Linked DNA regions of Drosophila melanogaster: region 2 is linked to region 1. Evidence: chromatin contacts called from public Hi-C data. All regions are on one chromosome and are shown on one strand. The core of a region is the stretch at or near the end of the contact, and the rest is flanking DNA. Distances in the headings are between cores, read along the strand shown.

Region 1 (3,247 bases), core at 407-2,906:
CAGTTCGAGCCCCCGAGATTAGATTGACCAGAAGCTAAAGCGACTTCAGATTTAATTACGTATCTTCGATGCACAGCGAAAGCGGGAAATGTGTGGCACTTTTATGTTGCATCTGATTCCCAACGAGCCTTTTTTGATCCCATGCTAAAATAGAATACGAAATTCCGTATTCCATATATCTCTCCAGAAATGCAATCGTTTATAAATTTTATTGCTTAGCTCTTACTACACATCCTATATCGCTCAGTCGTGAGTTTATTCCCCCAATTCGATCCCACACACATGATCTAGCTAATCCTCCAGTCACAGCCCCTTTGCCATTACGTCACTCGAATCGTTGAACTGCTCAACTGCTAAGCAAACACAAAAAAAAGTTAATAAATAAAAGCAGCGAAAAATAATTCAAGAGTGAAACATCATCGGTTGCGGCATTTATAGAATCGCCCCGAATCCGAACGCGCAAACCCAAAAAACAATCTCAATGACGACGATTCTGTTCTGCGGATAAGACGATGATGATGAGATCGTGTCGTAATGAAAATTTGTTTAGAATTCGGTTTCGTGAAAGAATTTCAAGTTAGCAACAAACACCCACAATAAAAACAACAAAAAAAAATGAAAAAGACTAATGTAAAATGGGGGAAACAATTGCAATAAATGCGCTACAAATTCAGGGCTAAATAGAGATACATGGCTTGATGTTTCTACGCTTTACAGCTAATTATATATTGTAGATTAATTCTACGGACTGCGGCCGCGCCTTAGCAACAACAACATCAACCGGCTGATGGAAACGGATAGAGGTACCCAGAACGAGGGAGACAGAGCGCAAAAAGATCAGATGAACTTTTCGAATTGCGTCATAAGTCAGACATATACATACATACATATATGTAGATGGCAAAGATACAAAGATAGTTAGATACATGAGCGGAACACATGCATCTATGAGATAGAGATACAAATACCAATACCAACGCGCTTTGCCGGCTGACTGCGCTGCGGTGGGAAAGAGATGCAACAGCCGGCTTCAAGCTGTGCTCCGTCCCTTTCTCTTCCTCGCGCCATCCCTGTCGCACCATCGTCGGGTCTCCCTTGCAGTTTTCACAGTTTGTTGTTTTTTGCCGGCCCGTTGTTTTTTTCTCTTTCTTGACTAATAATCGCTTAGAACCTTTTGTAATTGTTGCATGCGAATGGCGAGTTACACCGGACGAAATAGTTTTGCAAGATGTTCAGCACCAACGTGATGTTACACTATCAATTGCCTAAGATTTTCCAACCGTGTACCCACCCGTACGCTTCGATATACAGATACAGATACGCGCTACTCAATGCCAAGTCAGCTGCGCATATCTTTTCCGTGTGGCGGCGAGTCGATAAATTTGTCAGAGCTAGCTGGCTGCCAGATGTGTGGGCTTGTCCCCACATCTTGATGTCGGCCCATTGTGCCCAGTATCCAGTATCCAGTATCCAGAGCTCAGCATTCGGTATTCACTGTTCAGTATCTAGTATCTGGTCTGTGGTATCTGGTATCCAGCAGATACTGATACCCGTACTGTGACCCGATCGAGTTTTATGCGCTGCCCAAAAGGGGAAAACATTGAAAATGTATCTATCGCAGCTTGTTTGGCTAGCTCGCCTGGCTTTTACGATCGCTGATGGGGCTGAAAAGCCTCGGAATCAGAATAGCTATTGGAATCGGAATCTTTTGGCATAATCAGCTATGGTAATGTGAGTTGTGTGAAAACGTGTGACTTACAAGCTTTAATTCTTATGACCTCATCATTAGCCACAAATTCGAAAATGACTAGAAAAGTGAAGAGCTCAAGTTCGTCGCTGCTATGTTGTAAGTCAATCAACAATTGGTTTTTTTTTTGTTTGCTGTGTTTTGTTCATCCATTTTTTTTCGTTTGCTGCTTTTGTAATCGAAAAAACTGAACTGACTGTTGTGTGGAAATTTGTTACATCTATCAATAGTTGTCCTCGCTGGCATGTGATGGTCACGTGTGCGTGTGTGCGAGTGTTTGTTTGGCTCCAACCGAAATTTGTTTTTCGGTTCAAGTTGAGCAGTTGCCTTTGTTTTCTGCTTTTTTGTTGTTCTTGTTTTTTTTGTTTGAGTCGGAAACGTGAGGCAATTAATTCTAAGGTTATTTCAAACGAGAAACTTGTTGCACGCATTTCCAGCTCCATCGTCATCGTCATCTCCATTTTCATTTACATTTCCACGTCCATTTCCAGTCGCATTTCAATTACGATGACGTATAATGGCCGGGCCATGAATCAAGTGTCCAGCAGCAGCAGGAGCAGCAGCGCATATAATTTGCAAGCTCATTTAATGGAGGCCAGGCAAGAATTAAGCTCAGCTGCCGTCCAAAATGTCGGGCATAATTTGTCAAGACTGCGGACTAAAGTCGGGTAGCCCACTCCGATTTGTGTTGGCACTTCCGCCCAGGGTAATTTGTAGTTTTTACCCTCGTTATCTCCCGTTCTACCTGTGTTTTGCATTTAAAACGAAATTCGTTTAAATGGCATTGAAATTGACATTGCCAAGTGATTTTTTTTATTTTTGTCTGCACGCACGCAAGTGCCGCTGCTCCCATTTCTCCAACTCACTTTTTACTTTCATTGCGAGCTCAAAAGATACAAGAAAAGAAACAGAAAGCAAATATATTTAACCGTGTTCTGGCCTCTCACTTTACGGCAGCGACCCATTTTGTTGGCCCGGCCAAAAGCGCATTTCGGCCAGCTGGTAGCAGCAGTTCATTTGTAACTACCGCTCGCCCACCGAAATCAATCAAGTTTCTCAGGGGTTTAGCCCCGATCTCAAGTAGTTGTAAGCTGATAATTGGATTTGGCCAGAAACTTTCCACGCCATCAGCTACATATGTGTGTTTTTGTCTTTATAAATCCATTACCTCGGCGATCGTTTATCAGGGGTCTCGATCAGCTGAGGCATTTGAGCATTGATGTTCCGAGTCCTGGCTGAGCATGTCTGCTCCTGCTTCCATATCCTATATCTCGCTGTTTTGCCTTTGCAGGACTACCCGCTGTTCAACCGCTGTTCTCTGGACATCGAAATCGGCTAACGACCTGCCCAGGGATATCCTCTAACCTCTCGCACTCACACTCTTACTCTGCCTGTCTACCCGTCTCTTTTTTCGGTGCATTGCTATGGTTTTATGATACCGGCAAAAACATAAATTCCCCCTTTTGTTCCTTTTGCCTGTATGCCGTTTTTTCGGTTTTT
Region 2 (3,247 bases), core at 490-2,989, 76 kb after region 1:
ATCTCGAACTCCAGACTTTCGCATGTAATTAAGTCCGGCCAATTAAACGCAGTAGCAGCAAAGGCAATGGCAACAGCAACAGCGAATTGCAAATTGAGTTTGCTAGCAAATCGATAAGGTTTCAAGGTTAGCTTGCGTGACATTTTCACGCCAGCAACAATTTATATTTTTCGACTGCCTGTGGGGTAATTGGAAAAGTTGCAGGCCAAAGTAACGCGGTAAATAAGGCCAAGAAATATGAAAAAGATGGTAGAACGCAAAACCTGTGCGTTGCGTGTGCCATCATCATTATGGTGATTGTTTGTATTAAAATGGCGACTGGCTGCCGCGGCGTATGAGCAATATTTGATTTATATATTGATTTTTAGCCAACACACAAAGGCCGCGCCGAGCGTTGCAAACCAGTTATTATCATAATTATTGAAAGCCGCATTTCCAATGCAAAATGCAAATAGATTTCTTATTCAAATTGCGGCATTACCAACTTACATCTCCTTTTCACTCTTCTAATTGCAGGTGAGTAATTTCTCGCTTTGGACAGGCTAATGTCTTTAATCGACTTAATTGTGAGTAGAACGCATATACAGTACATATGCCACCACCAACATCTATATACTATATACGTGTATAAGAAACCACTTATCTGCATTTATCAACTCTATTATTAAACATATCCGTGTGGGCAGTGCGAGCGCAGCAAAACCTTGACATGTCAGCGTTGTGGTTTTTGCAAAATAAATGCCGTCTCAATCTATTCATTCGACCGGATTGGAAAGTTGCCCCACCATCCAAATGAATCCAACAGGCCGGGGTTCATGCTCCCAAAAGTATGCTTGATCCTTCAGCCTCGATTGTTTTCATTAGCATAATGACACTTGGCTGCGTCTAGACAGACAGAGTCCGCCAAATCCGAGTTTATTTCTTGGTTTAACCGCTCCCCATCGCGTACACCCCTCCCCCTTCTCTCCTTTCACAACTGATTCATGAATTACGCTTTTGGCGGTTTTTTTTTTTTTGCAATTTGCAAAACGAAAGATATACAGTTGCATAAATCAGGGCCATATCCGCGGGTTTTATACGATTCCGGTGCGAAAATGCTTTTCAATTAAGCGAAGAGCATAAATCACAAATGTTTGGGCAACAATTTTTGTGCAAACAATGCAATAAAAACGGTTTGCTTAGCTGGCATAAAACCGCTGCTATCTAATGGAGGAAAAGGCAGCTGGAAAATCCACTTAGCAACCGAAAATTCCAATGCAGTTCCTGGAACGAACGCTTGTTAATCAATGCCCGAAACAATTAGTCATGAGGAAGAACCTCATTTAACGAGCTGAATTTTTCAGCTTCGCGAATCTTGCGAATAGCGCACACATACTCACGCGCACACTCACCCACCTCCGGGGCCTAATAATAATCATAATAATAAAATAAAAACCGCTGGCCACTTGGCCTTGGACTAGGTTGATTGCATTCTAGCGGTCAATGCCGTCGGCGGCGTCGTGAAAACGATCGCTCAGCGGCTATCTCTTTCTCTTTTCGCTTCTGTACGAGTATAGTACGTATTAAAAATTTGTATTTATTTGTATTTTCGTATTTTGCAATGACAAAAGAAAAATATCGCAGAAGCCAACAAACAACTTGTTGTTGCTGTTTTCAAAATCAACAACAGCAGCAACTATTTATAAAATGCGCTTGCCTGGTCAGAGTATCTGTATCTGTATCTGCATGTGTATCAGTGCCTGTATCTTTATCTGTACTTTTCGCCCGTGTGTGCACGTATCGGCGACGGTATCTGCATCTGTATCGGTAGCTATAGCTTTTGCTGCCCGTGCGCGACTTGCAATGCCGGAAAGCAATAGCAAACGTCGTCAGAGCGGCGTTGTGACGCCAACCAAGCAATCCGACTGCCAATGACGACAGCCGCTTGTTCACTCGTTCGCTCGCACATTCGTTTCGCTGGGTATCTTTTGGATACATTTCAAAACACAAATAACACACACAAGATCCGCTCTTCGCCGGTTTACCTTTGAATGGCATTTGCATAACAAGTGTCAGGCCAGCCGCCAGCCGCCAGCCGCCAACCGCCAACATGCCAGCGAATCCCTCTTCGAAAAAACAAAAAACTGAAAACCCAGAGCCCAAGATGCAAGTTTCCAGATCCCAGATCCTTTAACTGCCCCACCAGACATAAATAATTCAGATTCAGATTTCGACGACTGTTTCCAGGCCACAGTGCATTCAACCGATGTGCCAAATGCTAAATGCTAAACGCGAATGCGAAATGCGAGGGGTTCATTCGCTTTTGGCAAATATTTACCTGCGCCACAATAACAACGACACAGTATTACTAACTGTATTTGTCTCACTGACTGCTACGTTCTACTCGTAGCATTTTAAATCCAATTAAAATTGGGCCCTCCTTTCACCTGTTTATGTTTCCTGTTTCGATACTTTTTGGCTTGGCCAGCCAGCACAGCATCGAATGATAAATTACCACTTAGTGTGTTTGGATACGCTAAAGATCACGTCATCTTCGGAACAGGTTGCAATTGATGATGGGTCTATAGCTGAAGGTATTAAGTATTTTATGGCCCGTAGAACCGCTTTCTCCGAAAGATAAGCGAACAACCTTGACGCCGTGTGCAATCGGTCAGGCCACAAAAAAAAAAGTATCGAATTCGAGTGAGTACGTGTGTGTGCGCGCTTTTTGGCCTTGCAATGTGATTTGGCCAAAAGTGTTTTGTGCTTACGGCTAATGGCTTGCTGCTAACTGCTCATGGCTTTTGGCCAGAGGTGTTCAAGGCCCACTTCCTGTTCGAAATCGAGCTGCATGTGGGCGCAACTACCTAGAAGTTCAGGTGTTCCCATGCTCAGGTGCCCAGCTGCTCGGCTGGCCCGCTGGTCCGGCATGATGATGAATGACTGCAGCATTTATAAATATACGGAGCAGCCATCAGCCACCATAATCATCATAATGAAATAACCTAAGCATAACAAATGCGTCGAAATATTTGCGACAGGTTGCAATAGCCGACAAACAAATAAGAGAGAACGAACAAAAAGGGGGATAAAACATTATATAAAATCGTCAAGCGCAAAACATCGAGGCACAAAAACTCGAGTCACTCAATGTGCATGGCCTTGAAGATTTGGCTGCAAAACAGCCAACAAAAAAATTCAACCGCACGGTGAATATCATAAAAATATTCACACAAAACAAAACTCGCGAACACAATTTATATTAATG

What was found. Hi-C and Micro-C count contacts between places; a contact is called where the count stands out from the background.
Region 2: a Hi-C map of the S2 cell line shows a contact between it and region 1, with 2.1 times the contacts expected there. A contact is called at or near these places in 32 of 107 Hi-C or Micro-C datasets (the Clone 8 cell line, the D17-c3 cell line, the Kc167 cell line and 16 more) and 2 of 7 datasets of targeted methods (the Kc167 cell line and the S2 cell line).

The regions. Positions count from the first base shown.
Region 1 is chr3R:9,876,842-9,880,088 of dm6, forward strand. It overlaps lncRNA:CR45029 (long non-coding RNA:CR45029), which reads right to left and starts at 1,657. Exons shown (of 2, transcript NR_125125.1): 1 at 1,292-1,657; 2 at 157-350. All of the region lies in intron 1 of Glut4EF (Glucose transporter 4 enhancer factor), which reads left to right. The region is part of intron 1 of CG46467; the gene reads left to right.
Region 2 is chr3R:9,953,257-9,956,503 of dm6, forward strand. The region is part of intron 4 of Glut4EF (Glucose transporter 4 enhancer factor); the gene reads left to right. All of the region lies in intron 4 of CG46467, which reads left to right. Among named protein-coding and RNA genes, the nearest start is that of Art4, 31 kb to the right of the region's middle.